2 separate regions of the Mus musculus genome follow, and region 2 is linked to region 1. Evidence: chromatin contacts called from public promoter capture Hi-C data. All regions are on one chromosome and are shown on one strand. Each heading gives the region's core, a stretch centred on a gene start, on an enhancer-like site or on the middle of the called end of the contact. The rest is flanking DNA. Distances are from core to core; before and after follow the strand shown.

Region 1 (6,246 bases), core at 2,698-5,197:
GGTGTGTGCCACCATGTCTAGTCTTCTCGTGTCTCCTCTTATAAAAATACAAGTTCTGTTGAATTAGGGTCCCATCATGTATCCTCATTTCACCTCAATTATGTGCTTACTTCAAATACAGTTACACTAAAGGTAAGATAAGAATTTGGGGTTCACACTAGGGAATTCAGCATTTCTTAAACTCTGATCTGTGTTCAGTATCATCCAGCTGTTCCTAAAATATATTTTTATGCTTTGTTTATTTGAGTCAACATCTGAACAAAATTCACATACTGCATCTGGTTAAAATGTCTTTTTAAAATTGCTAATAGTTTCCCAGCTGCGATAGCACATGCTTATAATCCCAGCACTCCAGAGGCTGGGATAGAAGGCTCATGATTTCAAAATCAGCTTGGGCTATGTAGCAAGTCCCAAGCAAGTCTACAGTGAGGCTCTGTCTCAAGGCAGAACAATAACAAAAATTGATAACAATTTATTTCCATAAATTTTTAGATTGTGAATTTATTGAACAAATTGGTTTTTTGGTTGTAGAGTTTCCAGTATTTTCTGAGTAAATTCTCTGTGCACCCACAGGCAAGCAATAAAGACTTTTTTCCAGGTATAAGCATATCCTGCGGGGCTTACCTTGCAACACTATAAGCTCCGAGTAAACTCATCCTTCTCTAAGTTTTATTGCAGCATTAGAAAAGAAACTAAGACAAGCTCCTTGGGATAGTGAGCAAATTTCTCTATCTTAAAATATTTAAAACCAACTTATTTATTATTATGTGTCGTGTGTGAAGATATGTGTCGTGTTCATGTGTGCCACAGCATGTAAGTAGAGGTCAGAGGACAACTTTCCGGAATCAGCTTTCTCTTTACACTTGACTGCACTCAGGTTGTCAGGTTTGTGGGAAGGGCATTTATCCCCTGAGCTGCCTTGCTGGGCCCTGCACTTCTTTTATACTGAGCCACAGAGATACTTGGTAAAATTCAAGTTTAGTGTTTTGCGGTGTGGAGGGAGGTTATAGAGACAATCATAGATGGAGCTCAGTTGTCAAGAGCACTTCCATAAGCCCCGGGTTCTATTCTGAATACTCATAACCATCTGTAAGTCCAGTCCTAGGAGTCTGATGCCCTCTTCTGCCCTCTGCACACGCGTGGTGCAATACATACATGCAGATAAAACAGCCATACAACATAAAAAAATAAATACATACATAAAATTCAGAAAAATAATCATAGATGGTACTGTTTCGCTCTGGCTCTTAGCAGGCTACACGTACTATTCTGTGACTCTCCTCTGTTGTTAAGATCGATGAACACATTCAATTCATGTCACCTGGATACGTAATGACATTCTCCATGACCTGTCTCTTAGTAGCTACAGGTTATATTTATTTGCCTTGATTCATTATTCACAAGGAGCTGCCCAAAGGTGATGATTGGTTCGAATTCCATTGTTCTCTTTATAGTTATCGGACAATGCTTTGGTTAGTATGAGATTAGTTTTACAACAAAGGTAACTTATCAGTTTTCAGAATAATGACGAAGTAACTCCAAAGTGAGTTATTTGTTTTTAAATAACTTTAGGGATTTGTGGGCTTAATGATGGCTTTACAGCCCATCACAATAGTGATTATTCTTACTGATGCTCAAATTGTTTCATTTGGATTATAAGTGGTACCTCTTTCCAGCCTAGCAAGGCTGGCTGTGACCTCCCGCCACTGCTTAGCGGAGCCACCTGCTGTGCTGCTCCTTTGATGTGCCATTACCTGCCCGAGGCCCAACCTGCCTGAGGCCGAACCGGTTCTCTTCCAAGACTTTCCGGAGTTAGCACCGAACTTTGATCTTCATCTTCGAAAGTTCCCACTAAAAAGCTGACCTATCTACTTCTAAGGAACTTGCTTGGCCAGGGACGGGCCTCCCTTTTTCTTTATAAAGCGTGTTTGCTGACATTAAAATTGAACCTTGAGCCGAGCCTTGTCTTGGTTCCGTCCTTATCTCGCGCAGCCTAGCCCCTCTTCTCTTCCAGGTTTCCAAAGTGCCTTTCCAGGCTAGAACCCAGACCTGTGATCTGCTAGCCGGACACAACATATAAGGTCATGTTTAAATTGACTCCTGAGTTCTTTGGATAAAACATGTTAACACAGTAGTCCTGAATGACTCTTTGCTTCTGACTATGACAAGATCTTCCAGATAAGTTCATCTATTCTTTCCTCCTTTTATTTATTTATTTTTTAAATGTGCATGGCTGTTTTGCCTTCCCATAGATGCCCATACACCACATTTGTGCCTGTAGAGGCCATAAAAGGGCATTGGCTCCCTGGGACTGGAGTTGTAGATGGTGTGAGCTGCAGTGTGAGTTCTGGGACCTGAATCCCAGGTCCTTAGCAAGACTGGCCATCGCTCCTGCTCCGGGTGGCTCTGTCTATCTTGTGCATTTCCTGCTCCAGACTTGGAGTTGACATTTCTTTGGGAAAGATCAGAGATTTTAAAGTTTTTCTTTTTTTTTGTCCAGAATATTAAGAGTGAAAGCTCTGGGCCAGGTATAATGGCTCACGTCTGTAATCCCAGAACTCTGGTTCTAAGAAACAAACATTTCCAGATGGAGACCAGCCTGGACTACATATAAAGACTCTGTTTCAACACACTTTATTTTAAAAGATTTATTTATTTTATCTTATGTTTATGAGTATACTGTAGCTATACAGATGATTGTGAGCCTTCATGTGGTTTCTGTTCTGGGAATTGAATTCAGGACCTCTGTTCACTCAGGCACAAAGATTTATTTATTGTTATATGTAAGTACACTCTAGCTGTCTTCAGACACACCAGAGGAGGGCATCAGATCTCACTACAGATGGTTGTGAGCCACCATATGGTTGCTGGGAATTGAACTCAGGACCTTTGGAAGAGCAGTCAGTGCTCTTACCCACTGAGCCATCTCACCTCCTTCCCCCCCCCCCCCACTTTAAAAATGAAAATAAATTTCCCTTGTTTCTAGAAGCTTTGGTTTCTCTAGGATAAAGGGCATTCCTTGTGGTGGGGTGTGGGGCAGCTGTTCTGTGTCCTGCCCTCCTCTTGACAAAACACTGAGCTATTAGCTATTTGCCAGACAAGCTGTTCTCCCTGGTTTGGGTCTTTGTACACAGCGGTTTCTCCTTGAAGGTCTTTCTTGTTTCTCTAACTCTGTAGACCTTGTCTCTTCTGTGACTCTTGCCCAAATTTGGTAGAACTAATGACAGGCCTGTCATCTTAGGTAGCTTGGCAATTTGTTTCAGGAGTCGAAACATCTCGTTAAGAATTTATTAGTTAGCTTCCTTCCCTGAGGGCTGCACACACATCTGACACGTGCATGCACAGTGGCTGCTTCCCAAGCTTGTCAACCTTGCTCTCATCTCCTGCTCTGGTCGCTGACAAAATGTACCACAGAACTCTCTAGTTAATAACTCAATGATGCTCTCGGAGCATCTACTCTGCCAAATGTGCCTCATATGCACCATCTTATTACAGCCTTTGAAGGAGGTATTATCTTCATTGTATAGATGAGCCAACAGAAGTTTGTGGAGTGGCTACAGTTCCCACAACTAGGGAGAGGGCCTAGGCTGGATTTCCTCAGGTCGGACTCCCAGGGTTTGAGATTTGCTGTCCACGACCCACCCATTGCTCAGAGTTGCGTGGCGAGCGCACCGCGTGGCTTTCATTCACCATTGTTCTCCCAGCGCCTGGCACAGGAGGGACAGCAGCCTGAAGCGTGAAGTGCCTTCCACGTCGTCTGCCTAACTCTTGGCCCACGGGGTTCCTTCCACCTTAGCCAGAGCGGCGGAGGGACCCACGCGCACCCGATCTCTGTCGCTCACGTGAGGGCTCCACCCATCCCGTCCACTCCTCCACCAACCCCGCCCGGCTCCGCCCCGCCACTCCCTCCGAACAGGCCCCACCCACTCCCGCCCCGCCCCGCCCCCACTCCGCGCTCCGCCGAGCTCGGGTCCACAGCTCTATGGGGAAAGCGGCCGCTCTGAGCCGAGGCGGCGGCTGCGCTGGCCGCTCCCGCGGGCTCTCGTCGCTGTTCACGGTTGTGCCCTGCTTGTCCTGCCACACGGCGGCGCCGGGCATGAACTCATCCGCGTTCGGCTCAGGACCAGCGTCAAAGCCTCAGCTCCAGCCTGTGCAGGCACCAGAGCGGGAGTTGCTGTCGAAACAGGTGTGCCAGCCAATTTCTGAGCCGGCGTCGAGATCCGAACCTGGGTCCCAGACGACGTCTGTGCCAAGGCCTTCAGGGGTTGGGCAGGAATCGGAACTACAGGGCTTGTGGCCGGGGTCAGAGAACGGCACAAGGTCTGTGTCCATCATCAAAGCTTCGCCAGAGCTGGCAATGCCGTCCCCGCTGCAGTCAACAGTAGGGAGTTTGCCCGTCACCAAACCCGAGTCCAAGCTGGTGCCAAAGACCCAGTCTTTTCTGCGACAAGGACAGGCGAAGATTTCTGTCGGGACTCCGGTGTCAGGGATTGGTGTCCAAATGGTCTCACCACCTCTGGACAGCTACAAGGGTTGGCTCCTCAAGTGGACTAACTACCTGAAGGGCTACCAGCGCCGTTGGTTCGTGCTCGGCAATGGCCTGCTGTCCTACTACAGGTACGGAAGTACCGAGGTAGGACATCTGTGGTTGGAGGGTGGTGGTGGCCGGCCTCGACTGTGGGGTGGGTGTCACCATAACCCTTCTGAGATGTTTGCATGAACTTCTGTAGAAGTAATGCCTGTCAACTGCCAAGGGAAGACGTGACCTGTGGACATGGCCTCTGGCAAGCTTGAGTTTAAAAGGATGAGTGGGGAGATGGGTGGAGTAGGTCTTTTGTTCCCCTCCTGTTTTTGGTGGTCATGGAACCAGGGGCTGCGTCTGGTTCACTGTGTTCATGGAGGGAGGCAGCTAGTGAACCCCTCTCTTGGGAAGGACTGTGGGTCCCACCTCCCGTGGTTACTTCATTTGTTTCCTACCTTTGCTGACACCTGCTGGTGGCCAGGCCTTGGGCTGGGACTCGCTGACCCACAGATAGAGCAGACATAGTGTGTACCCCCTGGGACCCCAAGTTGACATTTTGCAGCAGATAATGCTTTCCTGTTCCCTTGCTTATTCCAGAAGTAGCTTGGGTTTCGGAGCTGCAGTAGAGACAGAGCTGGCACGACCTCCTGCTAAAGCTGGACTTCCTTCCCTTTCTCACTAGCTGTTTCCTGGGATTGCAAGCTTTGAGATCTCAGGCCGCTCTAGATGAGAGCTTCTCAAACTAAGTGGGGTTGCTGCAGCAGTGTCTAGGTCTCCCGCTGAATCCCTCCTGAGATAGGCCTGAGGAAAGCACCCGAGGGATGGCTTTTCTAAAAGTTTCCGTGTGAGGACTGTGAGGCTGGTTCAGAGTCAACTCTTCAAGAAGGCCTTCTTCACTGTTAGACAGATTTTCCCACCATGTTGTTGGCCAAAGCTTGGGTTTCCTCCGCTAATAGTACTTCAGGTTCTGCTGAGCCCTTTGGAGACAAGGCGCCTGGTGCAGAGGCTTGCTAAGTGTGGTATGGCTGAGAATATTCGTGCTCCACTGGTTAAATGTGACCCTTGCACCAAGTTGAGAGTCAGGGGCCTTGTTCCCTTTCAGGTGGAGGAGAAGCCAAAATGAGTCTGAGTTGCCCTACTCACGTAGTGTCTCAGCTGTGACCCAGAACACAGGGTTAGCACACCAAGCAAGCAATAGGAGACCCTACCCAGATGGCGGTTTTAATCTATATTAACATACACTCCAGCTAGGCAACGCTCCTATCCAGCTATGCAATGACAAGGACTTTTTTGTGATTTGCTGAGTTATTTTTCATTTGGAGGCAAGGGGGCATAGCGTCAGCTGTGGTCATGAACTTCATTCTCTGTTACACTCATTCATTTCATCCCACTGGCCGCGGTGTGAGGTAGGCTCCCATGTCATTGTATTTCACAAGGGAGTATTTTGAGGCTGGAGAGGAGGAGGAAGCTTTGTCATCTGGTCACCTGCCCAGGGCCTGCAGCTCTTCAGTGATCTCACCTCTTTATGCTCCAGAACACTTTTCATAAAAGTGGTATTTCTTAGTACTCAAGCTTCCAGAGGAGTCTGCTCTTTGTGCCTCAGTTTCTCCAGTGCTGGAATTACAAGTCTGTGCCACTATCTCTGGATTCCCATCCACACTTCTGATCTAAATCCCATTTTTCAGTCCGAGCATGACCATCCTGCCACTGGGCTCAAGGCCTGA
Region 2 (6,246 bases), core at 1,418-3,917, 1.8 Mb before region 1:
AATTGTAATATTTTATGAGAAATTTAAAAATAGCTTAAAAGGATTATTTGGGGAAAAGTAAAAGACTTTACATTTGTAAAAAACTATGGATTTTGAAAAGGTCACATCTCTATAAGTTATCGACAATTTGGAACAGTTGGAGGCTGTAGTCTAAAAATTAAAAATAGAACATTCCCGTTGAGGTCCAGAGGAAGGACCCAGATTCACGTGGCCAAAGGAATTTGACTTTAGAAACATAAGTGGAGGCCTCGGCCTTGCTGTCTGTGCAGGCACCAACCAGCTAGCAGCCCTGTTTCCATTTCCCTCTATAAGTCTAATATTTCTCCCTCAGGAAACATGGAGTGCAAATACCAGTAGCTCACCCACGCATATCCCATACAGCCAAAGTCAGCAACTTTGCACCATTCAGGCTGATAGACCCGCTGCCATTCCTTAATTGCTGTCTTCTGTTTTTTGTTTTTTGAGACAGGGTCTCTCAATAAGTCAGTATAGCCTGGAACTCTGTAGTTCTGCCTGGCCTTGAACTCAAAGCAGTCCTCCTGCCTCAGCCTCCCAAGTGCTTATAGGATTATAGGAGTGAGTCACCATGCCTGACTATTAAATGCCTTCATCCTAATAGCTATAAGAAGTGGTTACTTTCCTTAAGGTGTGTGTGTGTGTGTGTGTGTGTGTGTGTGTGTGTGTGAGTGAGAGAGAGAGAGAGAGAGCTTCTCCATCTGGAGCCTGATGGGGTCATTCTCATTTAAACCATCATAGGGTGGTCCTCTCCTTCCACCTTTACAAGGGCTCTGGGGACAGAACTCAGGCAACAGGCTTGGGCAGCAAGTTCTTTATCAGCTGAGCTATCTCATTAGCTCTGTGGGTGAGATGTTTCATGTCTACATAATGGATAATGGAACCAGCGCTCAACTGTACAAATATAACAGGTTTGCCTCTTGGTAAGTGCAAAATCAAAGCAAATCTAGCCAAGACACGAGTGGAGAAAGACTGATGACCTATGGCAGACAAGGTGGCACATACCTCAGCAGATCAGAGCATCAGGAGTTCAAAGTTAGTTTGTGGTACACTTCTAGGTCAGTTTGGGATCCATCAGATCTTGTCTTGAAAACAGTATTGCCTGCCGCAGGCAGGAAGCACTGGGGTTATTTCCAAAGCAACGCCCTCTCCGTGAACAAGGGAAGAATGACAATTTTATCCAGAGAACCTGTACGCATTTGTCTAGGAGTTGACTTATTTCTAAGAATGACCAGTTAGTTCCTGGTCATGGTCTTTTATTTTGAGACAGGGTTTATTTACTCTGTAGCCTTGGAGCCTGGAGCTCCATATGTAGACCTTGAACTGATAAAAGATCCATCTGCCTCTGCCTTCCAAGCACTGACATTAGAGTGTAAGTGTCCACTCCCATGGATGCTTTGAAGGAGTTCCCAGCCAGGTGTGGTGGCACACCCCTCATCCCAGCACTTCAGAGGCAGAAAAGGTGGATCTTTGTGACTTTGAGGCCAGCCTGGTCTATAAATTGAGTCCAGAATTTGTTACACAGAGAGCCCTTGTCTCAAAAACAAAAACAAACAAAACAAAACAGTCCCCCAAAACAAAAAACCAAAGCAAAACAAAAAATCCCTTCATTCAATATTTTGTTATAATGAGAGTCAGACTCTAGAGTCCATGTGCTTTCTTTAGTAGAGTGAGTTCTTCACGATTCTATTCCCCCCTTGCCATTAATAATTACTCAATAATAATTACAACGACATTGCTCTAGCCTCATAAATTTCCTTGCCATTTAAAATTTTCTTCCTTGGGTGGCTCCACCGCAGAAATAGACCCTCAACACACTGCCTCTTTACTTTAAATGATTAGGAGCCAACCCAGCAACCCCTTTTCTGGGATCTGCTCAGCATGAAGGCAAATGACTATTCCCAGCCCAAAGGAGGCTGACGCTGTCATATTGGATATTCCTGGAGAGTACGCGGTCTCAGGTAGGAGCACAAGCACGGAACAGCGGGGCCTGAGGGCCGGCGCGTTTTCTCTTCAATTCTCTAGAGGACATTGAAGCTGTTTCTACCACCTCTCTATGAGGATAAAAACTTCATGGCTTTTGTTTGTTTGTTCTGTTTTGCCAGAACGGGTTTCTCTCTGTAACTCAGACTCTCCAGGAACTCGCTTTGTAGACCGGACTAGGCTGGAATTCAGAGACCCACCTGCCTCGGCCACCCGAGTGCGGGGATTAAAGGCGTGCGCCACCATGTCCAGCTACACCTCAGTTTTGTTTTTTTTTTTTTTTTTTTTTTTTTTTTTTAAAGATTTATTTATTTATTATATGTAAGTACATTGTAGCTGTCTTCAGACACTCCAGAAGAGGGAGTCAGATCTCGTTAGGGATGGTTGTGAGCCACCATGTGGTTGCTGGGATTTGAACTCTGGACCTTCGGAAGAGCAGTCGGGTGCTCTAACCCACTGAGCCATCTCACCAGCCCCACACCTCAGTTTTATATCACCAAATTTTCGCATTTAAAACCCAACACCAGGTCCGACCAAGGACTAGCTGACAGTATCAGGAAAATTGCAGGACGTCCCACACTCCGACCCACGCCACGCCCTCTCCCTCGCCACGCCCCGCCCCCGCCCGTGTTCCCGTTAGTTCCTGCTCTGAGGCCCCGCCTTCCTGCGGCTGCGCACTGACGCGTCCCGGGTCGCGCCGGCCCAAGATGGCGTGGTCCGCGTCGGTGCGCGGGCTAGGGCAGCGGGTGAGTGGGCCGCGGGCGGGAGGGCTGGGGCGCCATCCGGTGTCCGCTCACTCCCCGCCTCTCCGCAGGTGCTGGCCTGCAGCCGGGAGCTGCCTGGCGCCTGGCGCACCCTGCACACCTCCGCGGTCTGCGCCAAGGTGAGTGCGGCGGCCGGGTCTGGGGGCCGCGAGGGCGGCTGGGCTGGGTCTCCCCGTGACCGCACCTTCGCTCCTAGAATCGGGCGGCGCGAGTCCGCGTGGCCAAGGGGAACAAGCCGGTGAGCTACGAGGAGGCGCACGCCCCGCACTACATCGCACACCGAAAGGGCTGGCTGTCGCTGCACACAGGTGAGGGCGCCTGGGAAGGACTGCCACCCTGGTGGCACGGGTCACTCTTGAACGTACTCTTCAAGGCAAAGAGCCGAACTTTTGGGTGGGAGGCCGGGCGTGACGGCGAACGCGCTCGGGAGGCCGATCTTGAGTTTAAGGCCAGGTAAGGTTACTTACTGAGACCCTGTCACATTTAGTTAGGGGACTGGAAAGATTGCTAAATGCTGTGCCGCTCTAGCATGAGGGTGCAGCCTAGCTCCTAAATGAGCACTTGGTGCCACAGCTCAAGGGGTGTGAGGGTGAAGGAGATATTTGGTTCTTGGGGGTCACTGGCCAGCCAGTCTTGGAAGAGCAGCTGTTTTGCTAGAAAATAAACGAGCAGCAAATAGTGATAGAGGAAAAACATTGGCTGTTAACCCCTGGTCTTCTCCATGCGTCTGTCAAGGGAGCAAGCCTGCACACACACTGTACATGTTACCGACAACAGAACATATGAGTGATGGGCATATTAGGATGGTGAAAGAAAGGAATTCTTGCATATTGAAAGGAATTTGAATATTTCTTGCTAAAGTCTCATTTGAGCCTCCATAGAACAGTATTTGCATGCTTACAAACAAGGTTTGACAGTGCTTTTTTGGCAAGCCATAATTTACAGATGTGTAATAGCCCGGAGGCGATGCGGTAGTGAAGTCTACATAGGATCCTAGACCTGGAAGAGTGTGCCCTATGTAATGCGGTGTTCACCCAAGTACAAAACTGCAGGAATGTGCTACAGTCTTCATGGCTCACAGAACCCGTATTTTTAGGCTTTTTTTTTCTCCCCCTACTTCCTATTTTGTATTTTTCTTGTTCATTTCCATTTCAGTATGCATGTTGTGTGTGTATATGTATGGATGTGTTCAGTTTGTCTGAGTCAGCCCTCTCCTACCATATGGGGCCCCAGGGATCAAGCAAGCACCCTTGCCTGCTGAACCATCTTTAAGAGAGTGTGGCAGTGTACCTCAGGCTGCGCTGGAACTCTCACACGCCAGCCTCATTTTTCTCAGTGCTGCGAGTATAGGTGTGCACCTGTCACCTGCCTGTTTATCTTTCAGTGATGCTGGAGTTTTGACTCCCGGACAATAAATTGTCTATCCACATTTGTATGTGCATGCTCACGTGTGAGTGCAGGTGTCCGTGTATGACCGCCTTAGGCCAGTCCTTGCCTTCATCTTGTTTGAAGCAGGGTCTCTTTCTTGTCACCACCTTTGTGTGCCAGGGTAGTTGGCATACAAAGGTCTGGAGACTGTCCTGCCTCTGGCTGCATCTCACGGTGGGAGCGTGGGGGTTGCAGATGCTGTTACCACTGTCCTGAGCTCTGGGCCTCCAGGTTCAGGTCCGTCTCAGGTTTGCAGGGCAGACACTATACCCACCCTGCTGTCTGCTCAACCCCTCAACCCTTGCATATGCTTACAATGTATGATTAAAATTTATCTGTAACCTCCAAGTCATTCAAGGTCACTCAGGGAGGTGGGCAGAACAAGGCCCCCAGCCGAGGTAGAACAAGCTTATATTGTAAAATGTGCCCTTTTGGAAGTTCAGAGCCGTATTTCAATCATTACTGTGCCTTTGTGTTGGGGACATGGCACTTTGTGTGGTCCTGGGATGCTGTCCAGTGTCTGTGAGCTCAAGAAGACTGACCTGCGTACGGAGAAAATTTTGTTAATCTTTCCTTTTTTTTTCAATTTTTATTTTTATTTGTTTATTTTTTTTATTTATATGAATACACTGGAGCTGTCTTCAGACACACCAGAAGAGGGCATCAGATCTCATTACAGATGGTTGTGAGCCACCATGTGGTTGCTGGGATTTGAACTCAGGACCTTTGGAAGAGCAGTCAGTGCTCTTACCCGATGAGCCATCTCTCTAGCCCTTGTTAATCTTTCCTTGGGCCTGAGTTATAACTCATATTAATGAGTCAGCCTTATACATTAGCAGTGCCTTTAAAGAGAAGGACAGGCAAAATTAGTTATTTATTAATCTCTCGATTAAAAAATATTGTGACTATGTGGCACTTTGGATTTTATTTAAATTACTACTGTGTGCAAGTGTATGTGCATGTGTGCATGGTACATCTGTGGGGGTCAGAAGAGGGCGACTTTCTGAGGCAGTTGTCTCCACACCACCTTGTTGAGACAAGGCCTCTCTCTTTCTCGTGTCTGCTGTGGTTTGGACTCCAGGCATCTCTTGAACTTCCTGGGCAGTTCTCCGTCATCTCGTTGTAAGAGTGCTAGGCTGACTGGTGTGTGCCACTGCTTCTGGCTTTTGTGTGAGGAGCTGTGGACTGAGGGTTTAATGAGATGACTCAAAGGCAGCTACAACAGGGGAAGTAAATCTGGCTTCTAAGGTGTACTTCGGGGTTGACCCAAGATTGGCAGGTGTTTACACTAAGCACGCTTACCTGCTAAGCCGTCTTGCCATCCCTGCGCTTTGGATTTTAGAATGTTTTCCTATTCCGTTAGCGTGCCCAGGCCTGTTCCATGTCAGGTCTGGGGTCTGCACAGCTCCCTTGGCTGACGATTGCTTGTGTGTTGTCCTCTTTAGGTAACCTGGATGGAGAAGATCATGCTGCAGAGAGAACCCTGGAGGATGTTTTCCTTCGAAAGTTTATGATGGGCACCTTTCCCGGCTGCCTGGCTGACCAGATTGTTCTGAAGCGCCGGGCCAACCAAGTGGACATCTGTGCCCTGGTCCTCAGGCAGCTGCCAGCACACAAATTCTACTTCCTCGTGGGCTACAGTGAGACTCTGTTGTCACACTTTTACAAGTGTCCTGTGCGACTCCACCTGCAAACTGTGCCCTCCAAGGTCGTGTACAAGTACATATAAAAAGTGCACTTTTCTCCAGTAGAGCCTACAAGGTCACAGAGGTGCAGGAGACCAAATGCCTGTTCTCTGAGGTGGAGGCGTCAGCTCCAAGCTGCTGTTGAATAAAACCCTGATCATGTTTTGTCCCTCTGGGTCTCTCTCTCTTTCTTTTTTTTTTGAGACAGGGTTTCTCTCTATAGCCCTGGCTGTCATGGAACTCACTTTGTAGACCAGGCTGGACTGGAACTCAGAGACCCGCCTGCCTCTGGGTGCTGGGATTAAAGGCGTGTGCCACCACCGCCTGGCCTCTCTTGGTCTCTTTTAAAGATTTTATTTTTAATTATGCGT

The links. Promoter capture Hi-C pulls out the DNA fragments that hold promoters and counts their contacts.
Region 2: a promoter capture Hi-C map of liver shows a contact between it and region 1, with 5 times the contacts expected there. The contact joins the promoter of Mrps24 here to the promoter of Osbp2 in region 1. A contact is called at or near these places in 1 of 39 promoter capture datasets (liver) and 1 of 115 datasets of contacts at active chromatin or transcription factors (microglia).

The regions. Positions count from the first base shown.
Region 1 is chr11:3,861,604-3,867,849 of GRCm38.p6, reverse strand. It overlaps Osbp2 (oxysterol binding protein 2), which reads left to right and starts at 3,947. Exons shown (of 14, transcript NM_152818.3): 1 at 3,947-4,617. The coding sequence starts at 3,983.
Region 2 is chr11:5,704,122-5,710,367 of GRCm38.p6, reverse strand. It overlaps Mrps24 (mitochondrial ribosomal protein S24), which reads left to right and starts at 2,667. Exons shown (of 4, transcript NM_026080.3): 1 at 2,667-2,744; 2 at 2,813-2,881; 3 at 2,959-3,070; 4 at 5,636-6,246. The coding sequence starts at 2,706. The coding sequence ends at 5,919.